2 separate regions of the Capsicum annuum genome follow, and region 1 is linked to region 2. The links are chromatin contacts, called in public Hi-C maps. All regions are on one chromosome and are shown on one strand. The core of a region is the stretch at or near the end of the contact, and the rest is flanking DNA. Distances in the headings are between cores, read along the strand shown.

What was found. Hi-C and Micro-C count contacts between places; a contact is called where the count stands out from the background.
Region 1: a contact with region 2 is called in a Hi-C map of placenta, with 3 times the contacts expected there. The contact joins the promoter of LOC107839637 here to the promoter of LOC107839615 in region 2. A contact is called at or near these places in 2 of 5 Hi-C or Micro-C datasets (bud and placenta).

What each region holds. Positions count from the first base shown.
Region 1 is chr1:148,062,518-148,065,435 of UCD10Xv1.1, forward strand. LOC107839637 (conserved oligomeric Golgi complex subunit 8) reads left to right here and starts at 1,261. Exons shown (of 12, transcript XM_016683213.2): 1 at 1,261-1,628; 2 at 1,702-1,854. The coding sequence starts at 1,497.
Region 2 is chr1:147,860,181-147,863,336 of UCD10Xv1.1, forward strand. It overlaps LOC107839615 (ubiquitin-like protein 5), which reads left to right and starts at 1,902. Exons shown (of 2, transcript XM_016683195.2): 1 at 1,902-2,193. The coding sequence starts at 1,965. The coding sequence ends at 2,186.

The DNA.
Region 1 (2,918 bases), core at 11-2,510, 200 kb after region 2:
ACAATTTCCAACTCCAAAAAAAATTTTCGGAAAAAAAGGAAAATTTTCCATGGCCAAACGGTCCCTAAGTGAATCATTGATTTTTTTTTAAAAAAAATTTACCCTTATGATTTGACAATCAATTAACTTTTGAAGAAGTATTACAAAGTCAACTTTTTTTGGAGGGTAAAAATGGAAAGTTGTGTTAAATTTATGTCTTTAATATTTTTTCTTAATCTGTGTGCCAAAATCCAACAATTCATTTATTATGAAACGAAGGAGTAATTCTTTTCCATATTTGACTAACCTCTTTCTTGAAGGGAGGAAAAGTTTTGGACATCTATAAATAGACCCTTCTCATACCATAACATAATAGCATCCACAATATAGTCATTAAAAAGTTTTGTTTAGGGGGAGATTTCTCCCAATAGGTTTAATGTTTTTTATATTAGATTTTATAATATGTAGGCCGATTGGTCAAAACATATAATAATTTTATGCCTTTTTAGTATTATTTTCTTTATCGTCTGATTTATTATCTCAAGATTTGCAAACGTTAAGCTTCCGCATGACGCCCTCTCGATTTTGAAATCGACATAAATTTGATAAGTTTCACAAGCTGAAGGATCAAGCATGCTGAATTTCAATTGATCGAAGATTGAACATTCTTTAGCAAGATATTATAAGGATCAAAATAAATATTTCTCATATTAGAGGGACTAAATAAAAATTCACTCGAAGGAAAAAATAATTTCATCTTTTGATATTGGGATAAGGTTTATATGGTTTACTAAATGCGGTATAAATCTCATTTCATGTTTAATTTTGAATATATAGTTAAATTTCTTTATCATAATAGTATTCGTCCAAAAAAATTTATGTATTTTATAAGGAGATGGTGTTATATATATATATATATATATATATATATAACGTTTAGATTTCATGTAATTGTTATAAAGAAAAATGTATAAAATTTAAAAATGCATGAATACAAAAAGGCAAATATTTATACTTTTTTTTCTTGTGAAGTTATGAAAAAATTAATGCACATCATTTAAATATATTTTTTTTTTTAAATTAGATATTCTTACTTAAAATTTAGTGTGTGCATAAAATTAATGATGATTATTATAAATATTTTGATATAATAAATTTTTTACAAAATATTATTATTACAAAGTGTACTACAATAACAAATATTATTGATGTTATAGATAGGATATTGTTATAAAAGAATAAAATATAACATAAATAATTAATTTTGAAGAAAATCAAATTGTTCTAACGAGGTGAACTTATATGAGATTATGATATCCATACGACCCAAAGAGTATCTTTTAACTGCGTTGAGCAACAAAAACTTTTGCAACTGAACAAGTACAGTACTACTAAAATGACAAAATTTCATTTTAACACCTTATTGTAGGTAAATTTTGTAGAGTCATATTTTCCAGAACCGAACAGTAGATCCTCCCTTAGAAATTCTCAATTCCAGATCTCATACATTGTGAGCAATGTCGATGGATTCGGAAGATCCGATGGAGGAATCATCTTCACCGGTGACGGGACTAGTCCCACTGGCATCACCTTCACAACAGCCTTACATCTCCGAACTCCTTTCTTTCACTCTCGATCGCCTTCACAAAGTACCCTTCTAATTGCCTAGTTTGATTATATTGCTTTGATTTGGACGAACTTTGATGTGGATTATTTCTGTAGGAACCGGAACTGCTGAGAGTTGATGCGGAGAGAATTCGGAGACAGATGCAAGAGGTTGCCGTTGGGAATTACCGTGCTTTCATTTCTGCTGCTGATGCATTACATGCCATAAGGGAACAAGTTTCTTCTGTTGATAAGCATCTTGAGTCCTTGGTAATTTTTTGCCTTTACGTTGTGGGAATTTTTGCAATTGCTTTGATTTTTTAGGTAACTAATTGTGTATATTAATCACCTGCATGAGAATTACAATCCAGCTAACAACCACGGTTAGCTCAGTCTACACAATTCACCTCACTCTCATCATCTATGCAATTCAGTCCTATATCACCTTCAGAAAATCTAATTACTACAGCATCCACGCCTGAATTAGGCTTTTAATTCCTACAGGAGCCATAAATTTGCTTTGGTTTTTGATTTGTTGAATTGCTATTTTAGTTCTCATTTGATTTAATAGTGTATATTGATCTACAAATAAGATAGTAAGCACTGAGTGATTTGGTGTGTCACATTGCTATAGCTTGAATAGATTTAAAAAAAAAAGTGTTGGACTTGAATAGCACCTAAGGGTGTGGTTTAGTGGTTGATGAAGTGGGTTGAGTACCATGAGGTCTTAGGTTTAAATCCTAGTCGAGACAAGTCTGTTCTAGTCTTACTAGTCTTGGTGGACAAAGTTACTTGATATTGCTGGTGGGAGGTGGGGGTATCATGTGGAATTAGTCAAGGCGCGCACAAGCTGGTCCCAACACCATGGTTTTTTTTTTAAAAAAAGGTGTGACTGGAATATGAGTGCAGGAATCTCTTTCCGAAGAAGATTTAAGCTAACCACACAAAGCTTCTAAGGACCCTTTTGGCTAGCTTATTCAATTTAGGTGTGCCTTATAGTTGGCTTCAATGTTAGTATCATTTCAATTTATTCATTAAATTTATATCTAGTTTAGTTTCTCTGATCAACAAAGCACTATGTTGAACTCAAACTCAAACAACCACAAAGCATTGGGATCTATAATGGAAACTCAAGTCATTGGATTCAAATCCGCTACCCTAACAGAAATAGTTACTCCATTCCAGCGGTAACAACCAAAGAGACGCGCCAAAGATATCATCATGCTAATTACAATTATTGCAACCAAACTAATTCTAGATTGATACAGGTTAATTCTTGAATTTGAGTGATACCATGAAGTATTGTTAAATGTGGGCAAGTTTTCTCGCTTCAT
Region 2 (3,156 bases), core at 652-3,151:
GTTGGTTTGATGCATACAAGTACTTTTGTATATAATATTTCAAATCAACACATGAAATTTTTATTCTCATTAGCAATGATTTAACTATTTATTGAAGACATTCAATGCCAAACCATTATCACTAAGATGAATTGTCTTGATTACATAATCTGAAAGTTATGCTCTTAACTCAATTTTATTGAACAAATAACTTTATGAATGTCAAACTGCAGGTTGACAAATATTTTATTGATGCATCTTTTTAACATATACATGATAGGTGAACGGACCCTTATTCACCTTTTATATTTTTCAGATTTTAAGGGATCAAATCCCAAAATTAGTTGGTCCAACCAACTTATCATAAGAACAAGCAACATTAAAAGTAATGAAGAATTTTTTAATTCTTCAATATATGTTAAATATTTAGTATGCACATCTTTGAGATGTCGTAATCGTTCATGTCAATTTATGAACTTTTATTCCAGCAAACTCCAATTTTACCATGACATATACCTTTTACTTTATTAAATTTCAGATATACTATTACATGAATAAATTTTAGATTTACTACTTCAAAAGTAGTTTCAAAGTAATTCCTCTCAATTACTTTGCCTTTTTCGGAGGTGAGTTGTGATACCCTCACAATCAAGTGCACGTTTGTATTGCTAACTTTACTAAATATTAGTTGTACTCATAACAATCAAAATTCTCATTCTCAAGAATGGAATATAATCTGTCTTAAACCTATCAAATTATGATAGCTTATAACCTCTTTCAAAATATTGCTAATTCAAGAGCAAAACAAGGTATATATACAGTGTAGGAAATGTTTCTCTAACATATCTTATCGTCATAATAAGCATGTGAAAATATTATCACTTTTGATAATTATTATCATATTGTCCCTTCACACTTATATTCGTACATTCAATCACTTGTCTTCTTTCATACATAGTATGTACTGCTATCACATTCACTTAAGAGAATAAAACATATTCAATGGGACATGTCTCATAACTTTTCACAAACACCCATTATTTTGTCTTATCCATCACAATATTATTAATATGGTGCATTGAGATTCAAACTCAACGTCTTATCCATTAAAAGACGTCTTAGACATAACTCGGTGGAAATTGAACCCAAAATCTTATCATCATGGTGCATTGGAACTTTTAACCCAATGTCTTACCTCCTTAATGAGATGAGACTTAAATTCATCATCACATCTTTTAATAATATTGTTCTTCATGAACAAATTAAAAGTATAAGTGGTTTCAAATCAATTATTTTTCCTCAAATCCAACAATAATTATATCATTAGTAGCAAAAGACAAATAATATAAGGAATCACTAACCTTGAAATTACCTTTACATTTATAATCTCACTTTGTTTGGAAGAGTCTCGTGCTGATAACGTATTATAAAATATAAAAGAATAAAGAAGAAGAGTAGAGAGAATAAAAACTAATTCTTGTTTCTCTGGAGGGATGAATAACAATAAAGGAAAATCCCTTTATTTATAGGAGAAAACTAACTTTGAGTTTGTAATTTTATCATAAATAGATATATAATATATGATAAAGTAGATATTCACCGTATATGATAATACATTTATAACAATTTCTTATTTTTAAAGTTTGAATTCAAAACATTTCATTGAATGTGTTCCTTTTCAAAGTTGAATGGGACATAGTAATTCAATTTTAATTAGGAAGGAACATATCAAAAGTTGAATATTCCCTTATTTATTCACAAAGTGCGTCTATCCCGCGTAAGTTTAAATTACCAATTATACCCCTAATCCCAGCCTTTTCCTAGTCGACTAAACCAAAAAATTCCCCTATAACAAGGGTATTTTCGTCCGTTCGATTAAGGCGGCGAACGAGCGAACACCCAACACACTATATATACCCCACTTCGCGCTTCACAGAATGGCCAAAACTTTTAGGGTTTGCGTTTTGCGATTTGCGTTTTGAAAGATGATCGAAGTGGTGTTGAACGATCGATTGGGGAAGAAGGTGAAAGTGAAGTGCAATGAAGATGATACTATTGGTGATTTGAAGAAGCTGGTTGCTGCACAAACTGGTACCCGTGCTGATAAGATTCGTATTCAGAAGTGGTACAATGTCTACAAAGACCATATTACCCTCAAGGATTACGAGATTCATGATGGAATGGGACTTGAGCTTTACTACAACTAGAAGAATAGTAGGTAATTTTTTGGAATTTTGGAATTATGTTGCAGTTTTTGAGGGTTTTTTGGGTGTTAATTTTAGGGATTTTTCTAGTGTTGAGTTGAATAATTGGATTGATTTTGTTTATTTGATGTTTTGGTTTGGAAATTGAATGGTTAATTTATGTGATTTGAGTTTTTATGTCCTGCGGCTTTTTGGTTATACGTTTGTGCTTTTGGTTAAGCCGATGGACTATCTATCTATATGAGCGTTAGAGTTAGGGGTAGTGTCTGCGTAACACTCTACCCTCTCCGGACCCAATTTGTGGGATTACAAACCAAATATCTGATCATTATTGGCTGAGATGTAGTCAAAGCACCCAAGTTAGGTTAAGCCTCACAGCTACACACAAGTAGCCAAGAATTTTGAAGGATACTGAGCGGCATAGATCATAATCAAGTTGTAGCAATGGTTTCCCAGTAATCTCCCCTTCCACTTTAAGAATGAGGTGCTTTAAGTTTAATCTGTTCCTGCATCTTGGTAAATTATTACTACTTGGACATGATTCGGTGTACGCCTTTTATTTGGAGTAAAATTGGCATAAGCTATGTGTACCTTAGTAGTATAGTTATCGCTGTTGTTTCAGCTTTTAAGAATGCCACCGCTTTAATCTTATCATCACACATAGCAAAGTATAAACATATTAGAGCTAACTAGACATCAAATTATGCTTTTCTTGCTTAGAGATTTAAGGCGAGGGGGTTTGCTGTGTAAAGTTTGAACTATTGACTTACTGTATGATTATGTTAGCTACAGAATTTTATCATCACAGGTGTTCCTTGTAATTTTACTTATTGCTAACTGTTGGTGAATTTTACTTATTGCTAACTGTTGGTGAATTTAGCTTATTGTTTTGATTAAATGAAGATCAATTTACTGACTTGATGAATTAGTAGATATGAACTTGTTGATTTGATTATAATTGAACATCAATATA